Regions from separate parts of the Mus musculus genome. Here region 1 is linked to region 2. A link is a contact called in public HiChIP or PLAC-seq data. All regions are on one chromosome and are shown on one strand. Each heading gives the region's core, a stretch centred on a gene start, on an enhancer-like site or on the middle of the called end of the contact. The rest is flanking DNA. Distances are from core to core; before and after follow the strand shown.

Region 1 (2,700 bases), core at 52-2,551, 530 kb after region 2:
CCTACCATGTCCAAGATGTCTAGCTCGGGGACATGCCTGCTCAATGGGAGGACCGCCCGCAGCCGAGTCGGCGGCTGGGCCCTCTTACTCTGAACATCTGTGCTGTGCTTCGGGTGGTGCAGAGCAGGCAGCCAGTGGGGCCTTGCACTAGGAGGGTGCTCGGTTCACCAGCAGCACTCCCCAGTTGTGAGTGAAACCTCACAGGAACCCTCTGGAAGGCCCAGGAACCCTGACACTTCAGAGTCTCACCAGGAATCCTGAGGGTCAATTATTTATGGTTTACTTTCATTTTAGATTATGTGCCTATGGAGCCCAGAGGTCCACCTTGGCCATCATTCCTCAGGTGCTGTCCACCTTGTTTTTTATAAGACAGGGTTGGCTTTTTGGGGGTGGGGGTGGTTGGTGGCCTGAAATGTGAAAGTTAGATAGGCTGGCCCAAAGGGCCCCAGCGCCTGCCACCTCCCTAGCACTACAAGCACATGCTACCACACTCAACCTTTCTGACATGGGTTCTGAGGGATCAAACATAGGTCCTCCTGCTTGCAATTGGGCCAACAACTCCAGGACCCTCCCCCCACTTTTGACAGTCTTACTTTGCAACCCCAGTTGGCCCAGAATTTGCTATGTAAGCTACAACAGCCTTGGATTTATGGCAGTCCTTGCTCTGCCTCTTGAGTGCTGAGATTATAGATGGGCACCATCATGCCCAGTTAGGCTATCTGTGTGTGTGTGTGTATTTTGTTGTTGTTACTCTTTGTTTTTTAAGATCTCATGTATCCCAGGATACCCTTCAGGTGACTATGTAGCCAGGGACAGCCTTGAACTTCTGATCCTCCCTGCTCTATCTCCTGAGTGTTGGGACTACATGTATGCACGCACCACTACCCCTGGCTTATGTGGTGTTGAGGACTAAACGCCGGGCTTCCTGACTGTTAGGCAAATACTCTAAATGGCACCATTCCCACTTTCATGTTGGACAGCAGCTACACAGTGGGTCGGAGCTGTTTTCTCCGGACAGCTCCACTTAGACGCCTCTAGGACCGGGGAAGCACAGGTCGGGGAAATTACAAACTTTAATGGGGGCAGGTGCGCCGCCCTCCAGCATTAAGGCGGCCGGCCGTGGCTGGCCAAGGGGATTGTCCGTTCGGACTGGGGGCGGAGCCTGCGGGAACTAAGCACCGGTTCCAAGAAAAGGGCGGAGCCACCGAGCTGTGGGTCGGGAGAGAGGGCAGGGCCTGACGGCGTTGCTCGGCGGGCGGGGGCGGGACCACGCGAGCAGCCCCCGGGGGCGGGACGGGGTCACGTGTGTACACAGCCCCCACGGCGTGCGCGCCGTGAGCTCCGCTGCCTCCTGCAAGCCCAGCTGCCCGCCCGCGGCCGGTGCGCGGGCCGCCGCCCAGCGAGCGGTGAGTGGGGCCCGGGGAGGGGAGCCCCTAATGCTCTGTTCCAGGCGGGAGGAGACCGCGCCAGGCTGCGCTGGGTGGACGCCAGGGACAGGGAGTGTGGTCCTGAACCCGCGGCGGGCGGTGGGTTTGCTGCCCGAGGAGGCGGACGGGCTCTCCTAGGACGCTACGGTTACCATCTTCGTCCCTTCTGTTGGTTAAGAGCGTCAGGACATTTGGAACCCGTGCGTAGAGATAGCGGAACTTGCGCCATCGGCCCTGAACATTCATCGGGCACGGGAGGCAGTACCAGCAACTAGAACCCCAAGTGAAGGGATACAGTTTCTTCGGTCCTCAGGCTTGCTGACTAGGACTAACTTAGTACCCGCTGTCCAGAACAGCACCTGCCAATTTAGCGCGCCCCGGTCTGTGATTATGTTCTTGCGAGCTGCATTCCTATTCTCGTCCTGATCCAGCAACCTGACATCTATGTCCACCTCCATGTATCAGAGGCACTGATAACCTGGGGTTAAGCTAGCTTGAAAGAACTATAAGTTAATCCTATTGAAACGCCTCTGGACGTGTCCTGAGGCCACTCCACCCATAGGGGACCAGGCACTATCTCTGTGAGTGCAAGGAAACACTATTAATAATTACACTAAGGGTACAGTCACATTATCCTAACCTGCCATGTAAGTCTTTGAAGAACAACCACAAGGTCCAGATTTCCAAACTAGAACCTCTGGTTGCTCCCAGGGTACAGTGTATCAGTGTCCCCGTGACTCTTTTTTTTTTTTTTTTTTTTTTTGGTTTTTCGAGACAGGGTTTCTCTGTGTAGCCCTGTCCTGGAACTCACTTTGTAGACCAGGCTGGCCTCGAACTCAGAAATCCGCCTGCCTCTGCCTCCTGAGTGCTGGGATTAAAGGCGTGCGCCACCACGCCCGGCTCCCCGTGACTCTTGAATGGGCTCATGAAGAAAGCTGCGACACATCCAGCTAAACCTAATGTGGGGATGCATGGGGATTTAGGTCAGAATGTGTAGGCTGAGTAGTTGGGAGGGGATGCCTGTGTGGTTCACAGACTGGAGGAGACTCTTGCAGCTCCCTGGGCATTCTCTCCTTCCTTACCCCACAATGTCCTAGCATAATCCCCTCCTTTAATGACCCAAACATACTGAGACATGAAGCCAAGCCCTTGGGGGAGTGAGATCTGTGCTCACAAGTGAGGCTCCTGTTTTCCTTAACCTGCCCTAGTTACTTGCTCCTGCCTGCAGCCTCTCAGCTTCCCTGTGGCTCGAGCTGTCCTGACCCAGCAGCCG
Region 2 (2,759 bases), core at 129-2,628:
TGAATACCCAAAACTCATGTAGAATCTGGATACTGTGACACATACTTATAATCACTGCTCAGCAGGATGGGAGATGGAGGCAGGAGACTACACAGAAGCTTGAAGGATAGCTAGTGTGGCCTACTTGGTGAAGTTCAAGGCCAGTGAGAGACTCAGTCTTGAACAAAAGGTGGAAGATATCCTGAGGATACCCCAGTCTGTACTCTGATTTCCAAATACGAGCCCCGTATATACAATTCCCCCCATTCATACTCTCACACACTCGCTAGGCATTTTTTGTTGTTGGTTTAAAGATTTGCTTCTTTATTATATATAAGTACACTGTAGCTGTCTTCTGACACACCAGAAGAGGACATCAGATCTCATTACCTATGGCTGTGAGCCACCATGTGGTTGCTGGGATTTGAACTCAGGACCTCTGGAAGAGCAGTCAGTGCTCTTAACCACTGAGCCATCTCTCCAGCCCCCACTTGCTAGGAATTAAAACTAGGAGCTTCCCCATGAATGTTCAGAGCAGCATCGTAAGAGTTCAAATGTAGGGACCACTCAGCACCCATCGACAGATGACAGGATACGAAAATGGCACACCACGCCACACTTTGGACTGCCACTCCTTCACAAGACAGAAATGTTCCATGGGCCTTGAGGACATTCGGTGGGTACAAAAGTCCACACACTGGGTAGGCTATATATGTGATGTAGCCAGAGAGCTAAAAGCCATAGGCTCAGTGGCCATCAGGAGCTGGGTAACTGCTAAAAGGTACATGGTTTCCTGTGTATGCATGTGTATGCACGTGTGTGTTTGTGTGAGTGCGTGTGCGCGTGCGTGCGTGTGCGCGTGCGCGAGCATGTGTGTGGTCAGGATACTGACCACCTTAGTTTTTGAGACAGGGTCTTTCACTGAATTTAGAGCTCACTGATTGAGCTGAGCTGGCTGGCTGCACAGAGCAGCTCCACATCTTCCTTCCTCTGCTTCCCTGAGCTGGGATCCCAAGCATGTGCCACCATGCAAGCCTTTACACATATCCTGGGACCTGAACTCAGGTCCTTGTGTTTATGCAGGATGCTTTTCTGACTGGGCTACCTGCTTAGCCCCTTAGTTTCTTTGGGGGAGAGAAGCTGTGTGAATGTTGTGGGAATGGCTGTGTAGCACCATCAATACACCGAACACCGTGGGACTGTATGCTTTGAAATTGGTGAGCGTCCATCAAGGGAGTTGCATCTGAATACTGAAACTGCGCACACCCGACACTTGTGCTGTGTGACCTGAGATGAAGTCACTGCTGTTGCCCTTGGCTGCTGCCAAAACAGCAACCCTGTCACCTCCCAGCCAGCTTCCTTGTGCCTTGAACAGGGGCAATAAAGCCTTACTCACACAGCTGGTAGCGTGCCACCAGAGCAGATAAGGGCCGCCTTGCCCTGGGTTTTTATGCTCAGTAACTGAGATAATGTGAAGAATGTAACACCAAGCTCAAAAACAGGGCCATTTAAACAGCGTCCTGGCCGGGATCCCATCACACCTGTGGGTGATTCCAGCTCAAACCTGGCAGTTGGCCCTGAGCCTCATTGGCTCCCACTCCCTGCAAATCCCCAGCCTTTATGGTGAACTCTAAAGCCACTTCCAGCTTCTCCTGAGCCTTTCACCCCAGAGTGCATCAAGGCCATGCACCTGTTACGTGTTCCCCCCTCCCACCAACCTTCTTGCTGCCAGGGGACCTTTGAACTTGGTCATGCCCCATGCCTTCCCCTTAATAAAAATTTCTCACCAGGTGCTTAAAATAAAAGCCCATTTCTGCAGCTCTTCCCCTCTAGGTCCCGGGCGTTCACCTCTTCTCTCTCCTTCTCTCTGTTCTATGCCAAGGCTGAGGGTTCCGACTCCAGGGCCTTGATGTTGCCTGATCTTCAAGTCACCCAACATGCAGGGCAGCAAAGGCATCTTGTGTCTTCTCACTTAATTTTTAACTGATTAACTTTTTAAAAGACGGGGTCTCACTATATAGCTCTGTCTGGCCTAGAACTTGCTATACAGACCAGTTTAGCCTCACAGAAATTTGTATTCCTGCCCCCCTCTCCCCAGATACTGATCTGCTTTTTGTCTTTGTTTTGATTGTTTGTTTTGTTTTGTTTGAGATTGGCTCATATGTAGCCCAGGATGCCTTCAAACTTGCTAAGTAGCTGGAGATAGCCTTGAGCTTCTTGCCTTGAGCTTCTTATTCTCCTGTTTCCACAATCCCAGTGCTCAGACTCCAGGCTCCGGGGCCTCCTGCATGCTAAGTAAGATACATTACCAACTGAGCTACAACACCAACCTCTGTTTGTTATTTGTTTGTTTGTTTGTTTGTTTGTTATTTTTCTTAAGACTGGGTCACACTATGTAGCTCAGGCTGGCCTGAAACTCCCCATCCTCCTTTCTCGGAGGATCACAGAAGAGCATCCCAAGTCCCACACCCTGTAATTTCTTTTGAACTATACTTCCCAGTGAGGAAGCGCTGTGGCCTTAAATCATAGGATTCGAGCGAGGGCATTCATTACTGCACACTTTCTGCACTGGCTTCCTCCCCAGGAGAATGCAACTCCACCCACAAGCAGGCCTCCATCCTTTACAGCTCTCAGCGGAACTGATGCGCTCCATGGGGGGCCAGACCACCGAAAAAGTCACTAAGGCCACGGCCACGGACAGAGGAGGAGGCGTGGGGACTCACTTTCCCCCATTGCTATCAAGGGGTTGGAACCTCCAGGTGCAGCGCTGCTTCTGCCAA

Evidence for each region. HiChIP or PLAC-seq counts read pairs in DNA pulled down with a chosen protein or histone mark.
Region 1: an HNF4G HiChIP or PLAC-seq map of pancreatic cancer cells shows a contact between it and region 2. The contact joins the promoter of Gpr146 here to the enhancer-like site in region 2. A contact is called at or near these places in 4 of 39 promoter capture datasets (the 3T3-L1 cell line, 3T3-L1-derived adipocytes, hippocampal neurons and 1 more), 4 of 115 datasets of contacts at active chromatin or transcription factors (T-cell acute lymphoblastic leukemia, embryonic stem cells, large pre-B cells and 1 more) and 1 of 9 other capture datasets (embryonic stem cells).

What each region holds. Positions count from the first base shown.
Region 1 is chr5:139,379,338-139,382,037 of GRCm38.p6, forward strand. It overlaps Gpr146 (G protein-coupled receptor 146), which reads left to right and starts at 1,302. Exons shown (of 2, transcript NM_030258.5): 1 at 1,302-1,406. All of the region lies in intron 2 of 3110082I17Rik (RIKEN cDNA 3110082I17 gene), which reads right to left.
Region 2 is chr5:138,845,248-138,848,006 of GRCm38.p6, forward strand. No RefSeq gene overlaps it. Among named protein-coding and RNA genes, the nearest start is that of Gm30206, 21 kb to the left of the region's middle. Within about 2 kb of position 1,379, at least 22 of the 459 cell types and tissues checked have an H3K27ac peak or open chromatin away from gene starts, as enhancers often do. A contact at or near this core is called in pancreatic cancer cells, where this site is marked.